3 separate regions of the Mus musculus genome follow, and regions 2 and 3 are each linked to region 1. The links are chromatin contacts, called in public promoter capture Hi-C maps. All regions are on one chromosome and are shown on one strand. Each heading gives the region's core, a stretch centred on a gene start, on an enhancer-like site or on the middle of the called end of the contact. The rest is flanking DNA. Distances are from core to core; before and after follow the strand shown.

Region 1 (4,728 bases), core at 776-3,275:
CAATACTGTAAGAAAATACAGAAGTCTCTAAATATGTCTGAGTTTTCAAAGGAAATCAAATAATAGGTGTTTTCATTTGACTATATTGTGGCATTTATGGGTATTACTGTAAAATGCATATGCATTACCTGATTTTCTTAACATGTTTTGAACTAATAAAGAATTCTCCCATGTATCCTTAGACAAGTTATTGTTTGCTTATTGGTGTAATGCTTATCTGAGTATAACAACTTCTGGGTGGAGTCTTCACATTGTTATGTAACATTAGAGTACCTTTTTATAAGAAATAAAATATGTTCTTGAAATTGCTGGTGTCTTAAAAGTGCAGTGGAGGGATTTCTCACACTAAAATCAAAGTACCTCACCATTTATTTCAAAATGAGTTTAGGGTTAGAAATAACTTTTCCTGGTAGAGATAGAAAACACACCACAATTCTTTTCTATACTCGGGTCAGAATCAAAACAAAACGGGTCTCAACCTCTATCTTATAGCTAAACATTTGCATATCGTGTCACCTGGGTGCCAAAAGGGAAGGGACATTTGAGGCGCTGGAGCTCCTTGCTATCACTTGAAGAGCCGCTTCATTTCTTCATGCCAGTGCCCTTGTATGTGATGCTAAGGATTGATTAGATAGGATGCAAAATTCATTTTATATAATCTTGAAATTAGTAATTTTGATTAGTGTTAATGGTAAGAGTACCCATTTGATTCTAAACAGAGAACAGTTTGATCAGCAGTGAACCACCATGGTCCAAAAAACAGCTAGTAATCCAGTAGAATTCGCAAGTAGACTAAGCTTCAAATTCTGCATCCTCAGGAGTGGCTTGTCTGGTTTATTCACATCCTGTTACCCACTTCTCTGGTAGGCAGTGGTTAAGTCTTTTGAATTGCAAATACATAAGTTAGTAGTCAGGAGGGTGGATGTCCACTAGAGGGAGGCCTTTGATTTTTCTCTCTTTCTTTTTTTAATTGCAGGGCTGCAGACAGCCTTGAGCAAGGTAAGCAAGTACTCCCCGAGAGTTACAACTTCAGAGCAGAATGAGGAAAGTTTTAAAATGCTTCATTGTGTTGTAGTTTGTTAGTTTTAACTTGGATATGGAGGAGGAGGGAGCAACAGCAAGAAAGTGAGAGAGCAATGGAGAGTCGGATTGAGTGAATCAGAATGTGAGGCAGGAAACGGAGAAACCTAGTGCTTGGTGTGGTGGGTGACGATAGGAAAACAGATTTTGTAGCGTCCCTGGGAGGTTTAGTAGGATATGCCTGTCCTTGAAAGGAACCTATGTCAGATGACCACCCTATAATTAAGCCTTAGAGACTGGAGATAGATGACTTCTGTGGCTGTGGACTCTGTGCCTGCTGGTCGCTTGACTATCCTTAAGTCTCACAGCCTTGAGAAGCAAACCTTCACCTTCAGACTGCAGACACCTGCTGTTCACTCCAGCCTGGCTCGCTGGGGAACAGGTCTTGGGGAGCAGCCAAACTCGGCCTGAGGGCGGAGTCGAGGCTTCAGAGTTGGTCTGGAGGTGAGGCTTCTGAGTTCAGCCTGTAGGCGGAACTAGGTGGAGCTCCACCCTGAGAGACGAGGCGGAGGAAGCGCTTCCTCCAGGAGCCGACCCGAGAAGGCGGGACTGAGGCGTTAAAGCTCCTTCCCTAGAGAACAGGGCTGAGGAGGCGGAGCCGCGCTTTTGGAGTTTCCTTTGGAGGGCGGGGCCGAGGAAGCGGAGCTGAGGCATTGGAGCTCTTCCCTAGAGGCCGGTCTGAGGAGGTGAAGTTCTGTCTCAAGGCGGGGCTGAGGCATTGGAGGCACTCGCTATCTCAAGGTCACGCCTAGGCAGCAGAGCTCGCCCACTAGAAGTGGGAGTCAGGCGTGGGTGGTTTCCACGCCCCCGTGGAGGCGGGGCTGAGACGGTGGAGCTCCGCCCTGAGGGGGGCGGGCTGAGGCCCCAGACCTGTCCCATTTGGAGGAGGAGCTGAGAATCCGGAGCCCCTCCCCTGGGGTAGGGCGGAGACTTCGGCGCTCGGGTTGGAGGCGGGGCAAACGCGTCCAGACCTCCCTGCCCGCTTGCCTTTTGACTTTAGAGGACCTCCAGGCTGTACTACGCTTTGCCGGAAGTTCTCGTAACATTTCCGGCAGAACATTTCTGGATCGGAGACCTTCCTAGAGTGTTTGTATATTTTCTGCTAGGTGGGCGGCCCAGCCAGGATGCGGAGCGGGTTTCTGAGCGGTGCCCGGCGCCTGTGGGCCCGCCGCGCCTTCAGCCGCACGCCGCCGCCTTCCGAGGAGCTCCTCGCCCGCGGCGGGCCCCTGCGGGCCTTCCTGGAGCGCCGCGTGGGCTCGGAGGCCGGTGGTCTGGACGCTGGGTACCCCCAGCTGGCCGCGGCCGCCCGACTGCTGAGCGAGAAGGAGCGGGAGCTGCGGGACACGGAGTCATTGCTGCACGGTAAGCCACCCGCTCTAGTGGGTTCGGAAGCCATCTGCGTTCCAGATCTTGTCACTAGGGTTCTGACAATCCTCCATTGGGCTCTCTAGAGCAGTCCCTGGACAAGGTGCTCTGCCAAGTTAGTCCTCTGAAGTCACTAAGGTTCTCGGTTGCTTCCTCTCCCCTCCTGGTGTAAGACCCCCGAAGCTAGGCCTCCGCTCAAGTCCCGGGATGAGCTGGCCAGCACCCCAGTGACCCGAGAGAAAACCACACCTGATGCAAACTGCAAGAGGTTTTATTATCAGCTAGCTGAGGACGGTGCCGGGCAGGGGAGTTCGACCCCAAGCAGTGGCAGTAGGGGGCTTTTAACAGCTAGCTGAGGAATTGGGAGGAGTTGGGAGGAGAGTTGGGAAGAGTTGGGAGGAGTTGGGAAGAGAGTTCTTCTCTTTTCTGTGTCCTTGGTGAAATTTACAAGGCAGGAGTGGGTAGTGAGTTCTTTCTGAATTTTTATCTCCGTGTCCTCAGCACAGGAAGGCAGGCATCTCTGGTTGTAAAGTATAGAAACAAAAAGGCTTTTTGCTGGCTATAGAGAACAAAGAGCTTCTTTCTGGCTGTATTTTTAGAGATCAGGGAAAGCAAGCTTGGGGAACGTCCAGGGGCTTTCTTTACCTTCCAGGGAGAAATGCTCTGTAAGTTGGGGTCTCACACTGGCAGCTCAGCTGCACAGGAAAGACTCGCTAGTCCCAGCAGAGGAACTAAAGCCGCAGGTGAGTGTATGGCATTGGCACACTGCAGTGCAAGAGGAGCGATGCACTGTATGGTTAGAACTCGAGACCTGGAAATTCATGTTTCCCTCGAGATTCCAAAGTGTCTGCGTTCCTAAAGCCTCCAGAGACGTCTGCCGAGTAGAACACACTTGGGAACTTAAGGCTTGATTCAGAGACCCTGCCTCGAAGAAAGTGGGAAGAGGGATTGAGGTTGGTTACTGAGATCAACCTCTTGGCTCCACGTTCACGAGTGCTCACACATCTGCAAGCTTGAGTACTCTCATATGCACGAAAATGGAAACAGATAAGGAGTAAGGACTTTTAATTTCAATATAAAAAGCAGTGCTGAAAAGCAGAAAGTAGCTTTACAATGGATCGCTAAAGTCAAGGAAGAGGTGGTTAGGTGGGATCGGAGAAAGGGCTAGGAGGCAGAAGTGACCAACATGGATGAAGGTACAGCTTGAGAAGTCCTGTATGGTGGAAGTGTAGAATAGGTATGGGAGATGGTGACAGAAGAGAAACATTGTGTTAGCAAGGAAAACATTCCGAGGTTTAGTCCATTCTCCTCAAGGGGAGAAGCGAAGCATGGCAGCATGCATCAGACTCAGTGCTGGAGACGGAGCTGATTCACAGGCAGCAGAAGGAGACTGAGTGTCACATGGGCATAGTTTTAGTATCTGAGACCTCAAAGCCCACCACCCCCACCGAGACCTACTTCTTCCAAGGCCACACCTCCCAAAAGTTCCACTTACTATGGACCAAGCATACACACACACACACACACACACACACACACACACACACACACGTCTATAGGAGTCATTCCTATTCAAACCACGGCAACCTGATAGACGAAGGATTAGCATTGTTTCTATAGACCTAGGGCATTAGTTAAGAGAAAGCTCACTGTTGACATAGAAGAAAGCTCTTGTGCCTGCATGGTCAGAGAGATCAGAGTAGGTACTTACAGATGGAACTATGTAGAGACAGTAACAAGGCAGGAGTACATAGTGCAGTATATCTGGGGGAAGGGGAGAAGAGAACCATGAGTTCCAGAAAGAACTGGCAGACCCGTGGGAATAGGGCTGAATTACCTAAATGAACCTGTAGAAACCAGTTGCAAGAAACAAGAGTGCGCCAATACTTAGAAAGGCTAAGCTCACTCTTTCAGTTTATACTGGAAAACGTATTTAAATTTGGCAATTTTACCAATGAGAATTTTAACTAGAAGTCTGATTATTGTAATCTGGAAATCTAAACATAACTTCTAGTTATCAAGTTAGTGTTTTATTTGGGGTGGAGAATTGATGACAACAGCCATTACCTAAAGAATCAGAGAGAACAGAACCCTCTGGAGCAGGGCAGCCATTGAGCTTAGAGCTGTAAAATGTTGCTCAAAGAGAGGTCCTGTGTGCATGCACACTGTCCCACCTCCCATTGACGTGAGGTTTAATAGATAAGCACACACATTTAAGCTCTGTGTACATTTGATGTTTCAGAGCAAAAACAGCATGCAATCACCTTCTATCCTAGGCTGCAA
Region 2 (4,728 bases), core at 1,516-4,015, 5.5 Mb before region 1:
AGTGCATCCAGAGCAGGCGGTAGGAACTCGAGCAGAAGCCATGAGGGAATGCTGCTTTTTTGCTTGCTCACTGTCCGATGCTCAGCTAGCTTTCCTAAATAGTCCAGGGCCATCTACCTAGGGATGGGACTGCCCACAGAGGGCTAGGTCCTCCTACATCAATTAAAGACAGTCCAGCACCGACAGCCTCACAGGCCAGAATGACCTAGGCAATTCCTCAATTGAGGCTTCTTCTCTCAGACTCAAGGTTTTGTCAACTTGACAACTGAGGCTAACCAGGCACATGGCTAAACAAGTTATATTCTAATTATTTTATTAAACTTTGCTTCTGGTTTTATATAAAAATGAGCTAACGAGATGGAAATTTATGTTCATGTTCTTATCCCTCCAGATGTAATATAATCAAAACAAACAGCTGTCATTTCTAAACCTGGTCATGGTTAAAAATTTTTAAATAAAAGTTTTAACTACTCACAATTTTCTCCCCTAAATACACAAATGAAAAAAAAATCATGGACTTGGATCAGAAATTAAATGATACTCAGATGAGAACCTATTTAAATGAATACATAGATGGAACCAGATCTAGTCAAGCGGCAGGAAGGACTCAGTCTAAGATGGCAAGAAGAGGCTTCCAGGAAGCCTCAGCTTTTGACTTTGAGGCAATTATTGGACCTAGAAAGCAATACTGAATTTCTGAAAGTTTATTACAGTTATTTCTGTGTTCAACAGTAAATATAGTTACTCACAAATGGAGTCACTCTGCTTTACACAATAGCCAGATTTATATACAACTACTTTTAAATGTTACTTAAATTTATAAAGTTTACTGTTATATGAGGAACCACTCTACCCAGTGCTAACATTAACCATTCTGTTAAAAAAAAAAAAAAAAAAAAAAAAAGACAAACCAAAAAAAAACAAAAAACAAAAACAAAAAACCCAACCTATTTTGTTTAAAAAAAAAAAAAAACCCACATTTTGAGGGAGGTGTATTCAGACTAACATTTTCCTATTCATATAGGAACTACTTCAAGCTGACCCTCTTCTATCCCATCGTAACTAATATGAAATGTAATATTTATTCAGCCTTTTAAACTTACAATTCTTATCACTGAATACATAAATGCAAAAATATTCTCCAGGAAAATGCCCAGCAAGAGTAATTCCTTTTATTAAATAAACAGCAGTTTTAAAATCTTATTTAGAAGATTATCCAAGCGTTAGATTTTAGAAACATGCTATATCAAACAGTAAACACATTAACTAAAGCCTGTTTGTCTGCCCTTAAAGCACCTCTCAAGCCATATGGGAAGTGTTAGCAATTATTTTATGCAATATTACTTTTAAAAGAATATTTTATTTAAGTATTTTATATTTTAAGACAAAAAATAAACAAAAAACCCTTTAAACCTAAATCTAAACATTCAGAAATATTAGAGTTCCAGTTTTCTTATATCATTCATAAAACACCTACTATTTCTAGAATCACACACACACACACACAAAAGCTTATGTCCCTATGTTAAGTATCGGGTATAAACTGGTGATCTAAGAAGTTAGCAAAACATGTTGTCCTCAACTAAACTACTACAGCAAGAAACAGTGACTAAGCATAAAGAAGAGTGATTCAACGAAACTGTATGCTTTAGAAAAATCAAACAGGGATACTTCATGGTATCCTTTGTCTCTTTGTCAGTCAACACAGGATTGTTTGGGAAAACTAACATAAAAGCGTGCAGAGCGTGTTAATGTAACTTACTTTGCCTGAAATTTAGCAGGGAACAAATAAAAAAAAGAACCTCAGAAACTTTTTGAGACTTCGTTTTAAAAACGTTAACCCTCTTTGATACCAGAATGCCCGTAAATAACTTCATCTTGGATCACAGTCAACAAAGCAATCATGGAAGAAAAGGTCAATTCCTTCCCAAGCATCTATTTTATCCGGGATTTACCACGGGACTCAAAGAAGGGAGAGGGGAGCAGGAGAAACGCGGCAAACACAGGCCTCCGTCGAGGTTAAAATGTAATCCCCGAGTGACTTTGAATCCGCCGTGCGTTCCCTGTCCTGCTTCCAATCTGGGACTCCACGAGCTGGAACCCAGGAACTTGGGGGGGGGGGGGGTGATCCCTAAGTCTCGCTTTAACCAGGGCCACAGCTAAGCCTCCGCGCCTCTCACTTCCATGAATGGAAAAGTTACCAACTTCGCTTATCCCGCGGAGACACTTGGAGATGCCTCGCCGTCCTTTAACCCGTTTGCGCCCAAACTCCTCAAGTCCCTACGAGGCAGAGGGTGCGAGCCACGCATTCCGGGGTCCCCCGGGGCTCCTCTGCGCTCAGTGGGGGTGGGGGCGGAGGTGGGGGTCTCACCCGGTTCCGCGTCCCCGGGGGTCGGGGCGCCATTTGCCGGGAGCCTCAAGGGCAGGCCACACGGGCGGCCGGGCGCGACCCGGACGGGGCCAGCCGGACGGAAGCCTCTGAACTGCGCCGACTCCACCGGCCCCGCCGCCCCCGGGGCCCGCGCCGTCCGGGCCGCTGCCCGCCCGCCCGCCCGCGTCCCCGCGCCAGCCTCCCGCGGCCTCGCCACACTCACCAGCCCGCGCGGGCCGAAGCGCCGCTCAAACCCTGGCTTCTCTGGCCTTAGCGCCCGGCGGCTCCGCAGCGTCCCCGCACCGGACCGGACCACGCACGGGGCCCGTCCCGTCCCAATCCTCTGCGCCTCCGCCCTGCCCGGACCGCCGCCTTTTCTCCTCGGCCTCCAACCGCCACCGCCCTCCTCGCGCGCCCCGCCCCGCCCCGCTGCGCCCCGCCCCCCGGCCCGGCAGCGGGTGAGCGGGCACGCGCACGCACAGCGGGCGAGGATGCGCACGCTGTCCTGTGCCGGTCAGGCCGAGCGCAGAGAACCCACGGGGCAGCCTCTCCCTTGGTGCTCCCTGCCGGGTCCGCCTTTCGCGCCTTTGCTTTTTGTTTGTTTTTGGAAGGACTCTCCGAGCCCCTGTGGCACTGTGGAGGACGCAGGCCCAGGAGCGCGACCCGTCCTCCTAGCGCGCACTCGCAGGAAATAGGTCAGCCCCCGTTGTCGGTGGTAACTGCCACCACCTCACGTGCCCGAGCCCTGTGACTCGGTGACCGCTCTGCTCTGTGACCCGTTTCCCCTTGTAAGGGCTCTGCTGCTCGTCAGCCCGCGGCGGGCGGCTTCGGTGGGGCGAGCCACGCGGCCTCCAGAGGGCGCGGCGCGGCTTCTGGGAAACGTCTTAGGGCCGGAGCTTTCCCGTGGCCATCCAGGGCTACACACCCCGCGTGTAGGCGTCCCCGTTACTACCGCCAGGCCCGGGCGTGAGGCTGAGGGACGGTGATGTCACCGACGCCCACCCCGTCTGGAGGCCTCCTGCCAACTCCCACCTCAAAGCCACCGTGAAGGAGCCTTGGCCCTGGCTGGCGGAGGGGCGGAGGTGAGAAAACCCCCTTGGGTGGCCGTTCTGGTGACTGCAGTTTTACTCCCCAGCTGTTGGAAACGGTGGCTCACGAGAGTCACCGTCCTTCACCTTAAAAACCAGCACTTTCATACAACTACACAAAACCCTGGGGAGCTTAAGACTGAGCACACTGTAAAGGTCAGGGGTTTGGTTTGGTTTAATGAAGACATTCAGATTTTTGAAATATTTAGTGCTTATATGTGGGGTGCTTAGGACGCTGTATTTTTTTTTTTTTTTTTTTTTTTTTTTTTTTTTGCCTGCTTTGGCTGTAGGAGGTAGGCGCTTTTCGGTCAGCCCAGAGCGTGAGACCCAAAGGGGCCAGGTAAGAAAAGTGAAGCAGACAGATGAAATGGTGGGAGAGTTGCTTGTGCATGACAGGTGGTCGCGATTGAGTCACACATCCTTCCATTACATCCCCTTCCGCAAAATAAGGGGACTGCGGCAGGGAATCCCAAAGGCTCTCTACAGCTTCAACATTCCCATACTGATTGATTGTACTTTGGGGCTTTCTGCCTCTCTAAATCACCTAGTTGACACTAGGTCATCTCCCACCTCAAGCTGAGTAGGAGTCAGGGCAAACAGAAGCCTCTGCTCTTCCATAAGTGGCAACCAGAGACTACCAGGAATCAAAGGTCTTCAAAGATGTCCTCGGAAGTATATGTGGACTTTGGGCTAGACTTGTGGAACAAAACTACCATTTATGTGGCTTAGCCACCCAGAAAGCAACAGGTACTTTGGCAATTTAAAATAAACAAATAAGCAGTAGCAGGTTTGACCTGTCTGCTCTCTTTAAAGAGAGGAGCACAACCCCCCTACCACGTTCTTAAATTAGTCTTGCATCGGCTTAGGAAGAATACGTACCCTATTTTTTTTCTAGAGGTCAATTTCATGGTGGGATGCTATAAAAACTATGGGACGGGAAGGTTGGTAAAGTTTTTGCTGAGCAAGCAAGAGAACCTGAGTTCCATCCCCAGCAGCTATGTAAAAAGCCAGGTGGAGTGGTGGTTATGAGTGCTTCCCAGGGCCCTTTCTCAAAAAGTAGGTTAGATGGTTCCTGAGGAATGGACCTAGGGTTGGTCCTTGGCTTCACATACATACACAAAACTAGCTAAAATAAGACCACAGTCATAAAGCCTGCAGGCAAGACTGAACTATAAGAGATAGGAGTTTTCAGAGAAAATTGAATTGGCTAAACAAATCCTGACAAATTGTTTTTCCATTTATTCAGTGTCAAGGCTAATAGCACCTTTA
Region 3 (4,728 bases), core at 867-3,366, 5.3 Mb before region 1:
ATACAGTCAAGTCTGGTTAAAGCCTCTGGCTAACTGCAAATCTAGACTCCAGGAAAATTAACAATGTACATCTGCTGTGAAGGTTACCAACACTGAGGTGATATATCTTTTATGAGGAAATAGTTCCAAACAAAAACATAAACATTGCAATATTCAGGCTTACAGCCCTAATGTGCACAAACCTAGGCTGGGCCTCACTCCTCTACTGGATATTTTCTAGGACTCTCACACACAAGACTCTGACTTTCATTCACAGTGAAAATATCCTCATTTCATGAAGCACATCCTAACCCAGTTCCTTATCTTAACAATAACCCTGTGATACTAGGCACATTCCTCAGTAGCCCTTACACAAAACTTAAGTCTGTTATATAATGTGAACTCTTCAAAATAGGTAAATTGATAAGAAGACTTAAGTCAAGTAATAGCTGCTGTGCTTTGGCTATAAAAGCTCCTCACAGATTACATGTCAGAACTGAGATGGGGCCTAGGAGTAGGGAGTCCGATGCTGGTTGCTGAGCCTGGGGGACCAGTCTTGTTTCCTATCCTGTCTGTTTTCTTATCTACCCAGGTGTGAGCAACAAGGTGTGACCAAGCTGCTGCAACAAGAACACCCCACTGTGTCTTCCCATCAGAAGGGATTGGTAATTGGTCACCTCAAGGACAAAACTAACAGGTAAGAAACACTTTAACCATGATCTCATGTATCAAATGCTGTGACAGTTTCACTCATGTTTGGTAGAAATTTTCAGTTAAGAAACAATCCCATTAAAGAAGACAAATTATAATACTATACTTGATGGCCAACAACTAGGAAGACAAACCTCTCACTACATCAGAAATAAATGCCTGTCTCACATGTTAGTTGTATTTAACCCCACACCACTGCTCTTTTAATTCCAATGAGCTTGACAATCCCAAAGCGTTAACAAAACTTCGATCGATCCTTATACAGAGGAGGGAAGAACACACACACACACACACACACACACACACACACACTAGTTTTATGGATTAACAGTGTGATTGGCAGGGAGTATCACTATTCAAAGGTTTGGACCAATTGGAATAGGTGTGGCCTTGTTGCAGTAAGTGTGTGACTGCAAGAGCTGCCTGGAAGCCAGTATTCTGCTAGCAGGCTTCAGATGAAGATGTGGAGTTCTAAGCATCTTCTGCACCATGCCTGCCTGGATGCTGCCATGCTCCCACCTTGATGACAATGGACTGAACCTCAGAACCTGTAAGCCAGTGCCAATTAAATGTCATCCTTTATAAGACTTGCCTTGGTCATGGTGTCTATTCACGGGAGTAAAACCCTAACTGAGACAAAGAGTAAAAGCTTAGACAAAGAATAAAGTGGTGTTAGCGATCATGGGACCTAGGCAAATACAGGAGCAAAGGCAAACACGTAGGAGAAAAACATAGACTTGCCATGATAAATTCAAGCCAAGTGGATTAAAAGGCACCACGGTGAAAAGGCAAGACTGTAAACAATACCGTTCCTCCCACAGGGTACCTTAACCAGAAACCAACATCTTCGTTCACCAACCTAGCGCTACCTGCAGCGTCAAAGTGCACACAATGCACAGGAGCCAGGGCGCTTCTGCAGGCGACTGTAATGCTTGAGAGTTTGCCAGCCTAACTTGGCGGCCTCTGCATCCCTCCCAGCTACCTGTCGTCCCACGCACCGCCAGCCTGCAAGGCAAGTTATCCTCGAAGAAGGAGCCGGAGGGACAGCTCGTGACAGGGCCTCAGCACGCAAGCGTGGGCAGCAAGCACCCGTCCCACGCGAGAAGGGCTCGGCCCACGTCCGGGCTGGGGCCGAGCCGCGGGGCCTCGCAGGGCCGATCACTCCGGATCCCGGAGCTGCGCAGGAGCCCTCGGAGTTTCCCTGACGCGCAGAGCCAGCCTCCCTCCGCCGCGACTCTAACCCCAGAGCCCGCACGCACCCTCACCTACCTCAGCCGCTCTGCAGGCACCTGTCGCCGGGCCCGGCCCTCCTCGCAGGCTGCAGATCCCGGGCCCACAGTCGCCACACTCACCTGCGGGAGTTGCGCATGCGCGCTGCACGCTGGGTGAAGCCTGGCACCCAGGCCGGAAGCCGCCAGCGCCAGCTGAGGAGGCCAGCAGGAGCGCTCGCTCCAGGCGAACGCGCAGGACCAGTCGGGACGCTCCGCCCCTCTTTCCGGTGTTGGCTTCAAAAAGCACCTCTGCGCATGTCCCGTCCCTGAGGTCCCGGTAGAAGACGGTTTAAGTCTCGCGGTGGTTGTGCCTCTCTCTTTTCCCCGCCTCCCGTGGCTTTAGCAAATGCAGGATGGGCGGGGCCCGAAAGAAGGGGCGGGACCTCTTGCCAGAGAGGGCGGGGCTCTTTGCCAGAGCGGTAGGCTTGATGTGAGTTGTGGTTTTCATAAAAAGGCAGAAAGTTACATAAAACGGAATTCACGATGCTGAGCAATTATAATACCCAAACAAATATACAATTAATCCACTAAACCAAAAGAATTCGATCTGCTAAGGAAAAAAAAAAAAAAAAAAAAAAAAGGCAGAGACGATGTCTTCAAAAGGAACTGAGAAAAATGAAGCCAGAGAGAAATTTATTCTTGCCAAGAAAATTACTAAGGCTTTAAATGTTTAAACGTTTTAAGAGAAAAAAAATTATACAGCTATGCTGAAGCAGGCCTCCCAGTATCTTTTCCAAAGGGAGAATTCTATCTTCAGTAGACATAAAAGTCTCTCCTCTGAGGATTTCAATAGTGTGTTTACCAAGTGCTTTGTATGTCCTTCGAATTTTTTTCTGTGGAGTAATTTTTTTTTTTGTTTGTTTGTTTGGTTGTTTTGTAATCACCAGAGCTAATTCCAGGGGAGGAAAAGGTTCGCTTGTTATTTGGCTTTCTGGAAATTCCCTGTTGTGAGACATCTGTTCATGAAAATACTGTGTCTTACCACCTAGTAGATGGTAAATAATCTAATGATAGTACAGACAGGAGAACCGACTTATTGGACACACTCAGATCTTACACGTGAATCCCCACTTTTCATATAACTCAGCTGCCTTGTTTGGAAACAATACAGGTGTGTTGTATCATGTCTAAGCTAGGCTTGGATCCAGTCCATAGTGATAAATATTGCAATTAAGAAAATTTTAATTTTTTTTTCTGGTTTCTGTGTTGTGGTCCAGTAAGTATACATCATGTCTAAACAGAGTATAAATATCAAAATGTTTAAATATTTTGACTGAATTCTCAGCACAGTACCTTTCTCTTGATAGAGGATTTGCTTTGAAGCTGATGGCTGCTCAGTCAAGCTCCTGGCTGGCAGAAGAGGAGGCACCTATAGAAACGTGTTAAAAATAAACACAAGTTCTGGTTTGCAAAGAAAGAGATCACTACTCTATCCGACAAGGCTGAGCCACACAATATGGGTGCTCAGAGCTGAACTCAGATCTTGTGCAAGAGAAGAGTGATCTCATAACCTCTGAGCTCACTCTCCGCTATCTCCCTAGAATGTATTTCTTAAACAAAAAGATGTAACAACCAAAGTGACTCCTTGCTCCATGGCCATGAAAAGAATATCAATCTCACTAGACACCTGCACTGAAGCTTTGGGGTAACTAGGTACATTAACCTAGAAGCAATAATTTGAAAATAATGTATATATTTTTAATTTTCTGAGCAGTGTATCTCAACAATGAGCTCAAAATATTCGGTGAAAACACTTATTAAGCAGATAATCTGCCATCAAGGGGGACGTGCAATACACTTTTTAAGAGCCACAGAACCTTTACAGCTTTAGTATTTACCTCCAACCTAAAGTCAACAGTTGAATTATTTCCCCAGAAGAAAGTCATCCTGTAATTAAAGTTTAAAGCCACTCACCGATTTCTCCTTAGCTGTGGAAGTCCTATAGGCCATGTTCTTCCATAAGAGGTTTGCTTACTCTGTACTGCTCTGCCTTCCCACCCCATAACCAATCTTAGCTCTCTTTCTCCTGATAAAGCTTTACAGTTTCTTCTCCATCATTTACTGTTTCAGTTTATACTTTTAGGTTACAAGGATGCTTTTCCCCCCATAAGCCACATGAGCAAACCATCTGCTAGCGCTCAAGCTCTGCCTCCTGCAAGACACAGTCTCTGGTGGCTGCCTTCTAATTAAGATGTAGAGCTCTCAGCTCCTTCTCCAGCACCATGCCTGTCTGAACACTATCAGGCTTCCTACTATGATGATAATGTACTGAACCGCTGAACCTGTAAGCCAGCCCCAATTAAATGTTTACCTTGTAAATGTTGTCTTGGTCATAGTATCTCTTCACAGGAACGGAAACCCTAAGCCGCCTCCTAAGGCATGTTTTCCCAACTACCTCAGAACTTTAAGCAATGGGAGTATTGCAGATGAATTTTTGATACCTGTGAAAGAATATTTGTGATGCTAATTTGATAGCTACAAGTAAAATATTCTTAATCTTTTCTAAAGGCCTCAAGCATGACATTTATAATTACAAAAATAATGGCATAACACTTTGAGAGTGAATATGATACCCCAAAGGCTTTGAAACAGTATGTTGGTGGAAACTGCTGCTTGGCAGGGAATGGAAGAGCCTTTACAAAGCCACCATCCTGCAGAATAACAGTGCATGCTGACTCTACCACCAGTGTGTTAAGTCAGTTCCCGGGAGACATAGCAAAATTAAATATTAGCTCTATTTCTTTTAGGCCCTGCCAAGTTTCTGGGC

Evidence for each region. Promoter capture Hi-C pulls out the DNA fragments that hold promoters and counts their contacts.
Region 2: a contact with region 1 is called in a promoter capture Hi-C map of pre-B cells. The contact joins the promoter of Fbxo30 here to the promoter of Mtrf1l in region 1. A contact is called at or near these places in 2 of 39 promoter capture datasets (liver and pre-B cells) and 1 of 9 other capture datasets (adipose tissue).
Region 3: a promoter capture Hi-C map of pre-B cells shows a contact between it and region 1. The contact joins the promoter of Shprh here to the promoter of Mtrf1l in region 1. A contact is called at or near these places in 2 of 39 promoter capture datasets (liver and pre-B cells) and 7 of 484 Hi-C or Micro-C datasets (CD4 T cells, CD8 T cells, liver and 2 more).

Annotation. Positions count from the first base shown.
Region 1 is chr10:5,821,240-5,825,967 of GRCm38.p6, reverse strand. It overlaps Mtrf1l (mitochondrial translational release factor 1-like), which reads left to right and starts at 2,025. Exons shown (of 7, transcript NM_175374.3): 1 at 2,025-2,442. The coding sequence starts at 2,205. Rgs17 (regulator of G-protein signaling 17) reads left to right here. Exons shown (of 5, transcript NM_019958.4): 5 at 1-305.
Region 2 is chr10:11,279,367-11,284,094 of GRCm38.p6, reverse strand. Fbxo30 (F-box protein 30) reads right to left here and starts at 2,765. Exons shown (of 3, transcript NM_027968.3): 1 at 2,595-2,765.
Region 3 is chr10:11,146,818-11,151,545 of GRCm38.p6, reverse strand. Shprh (SNF2 histone linker PHD RING helicase) reads right to left here and starts at 2,116. Exons shown (of 30, transcript NM_001077707.1): 1 at 1,960-2,116.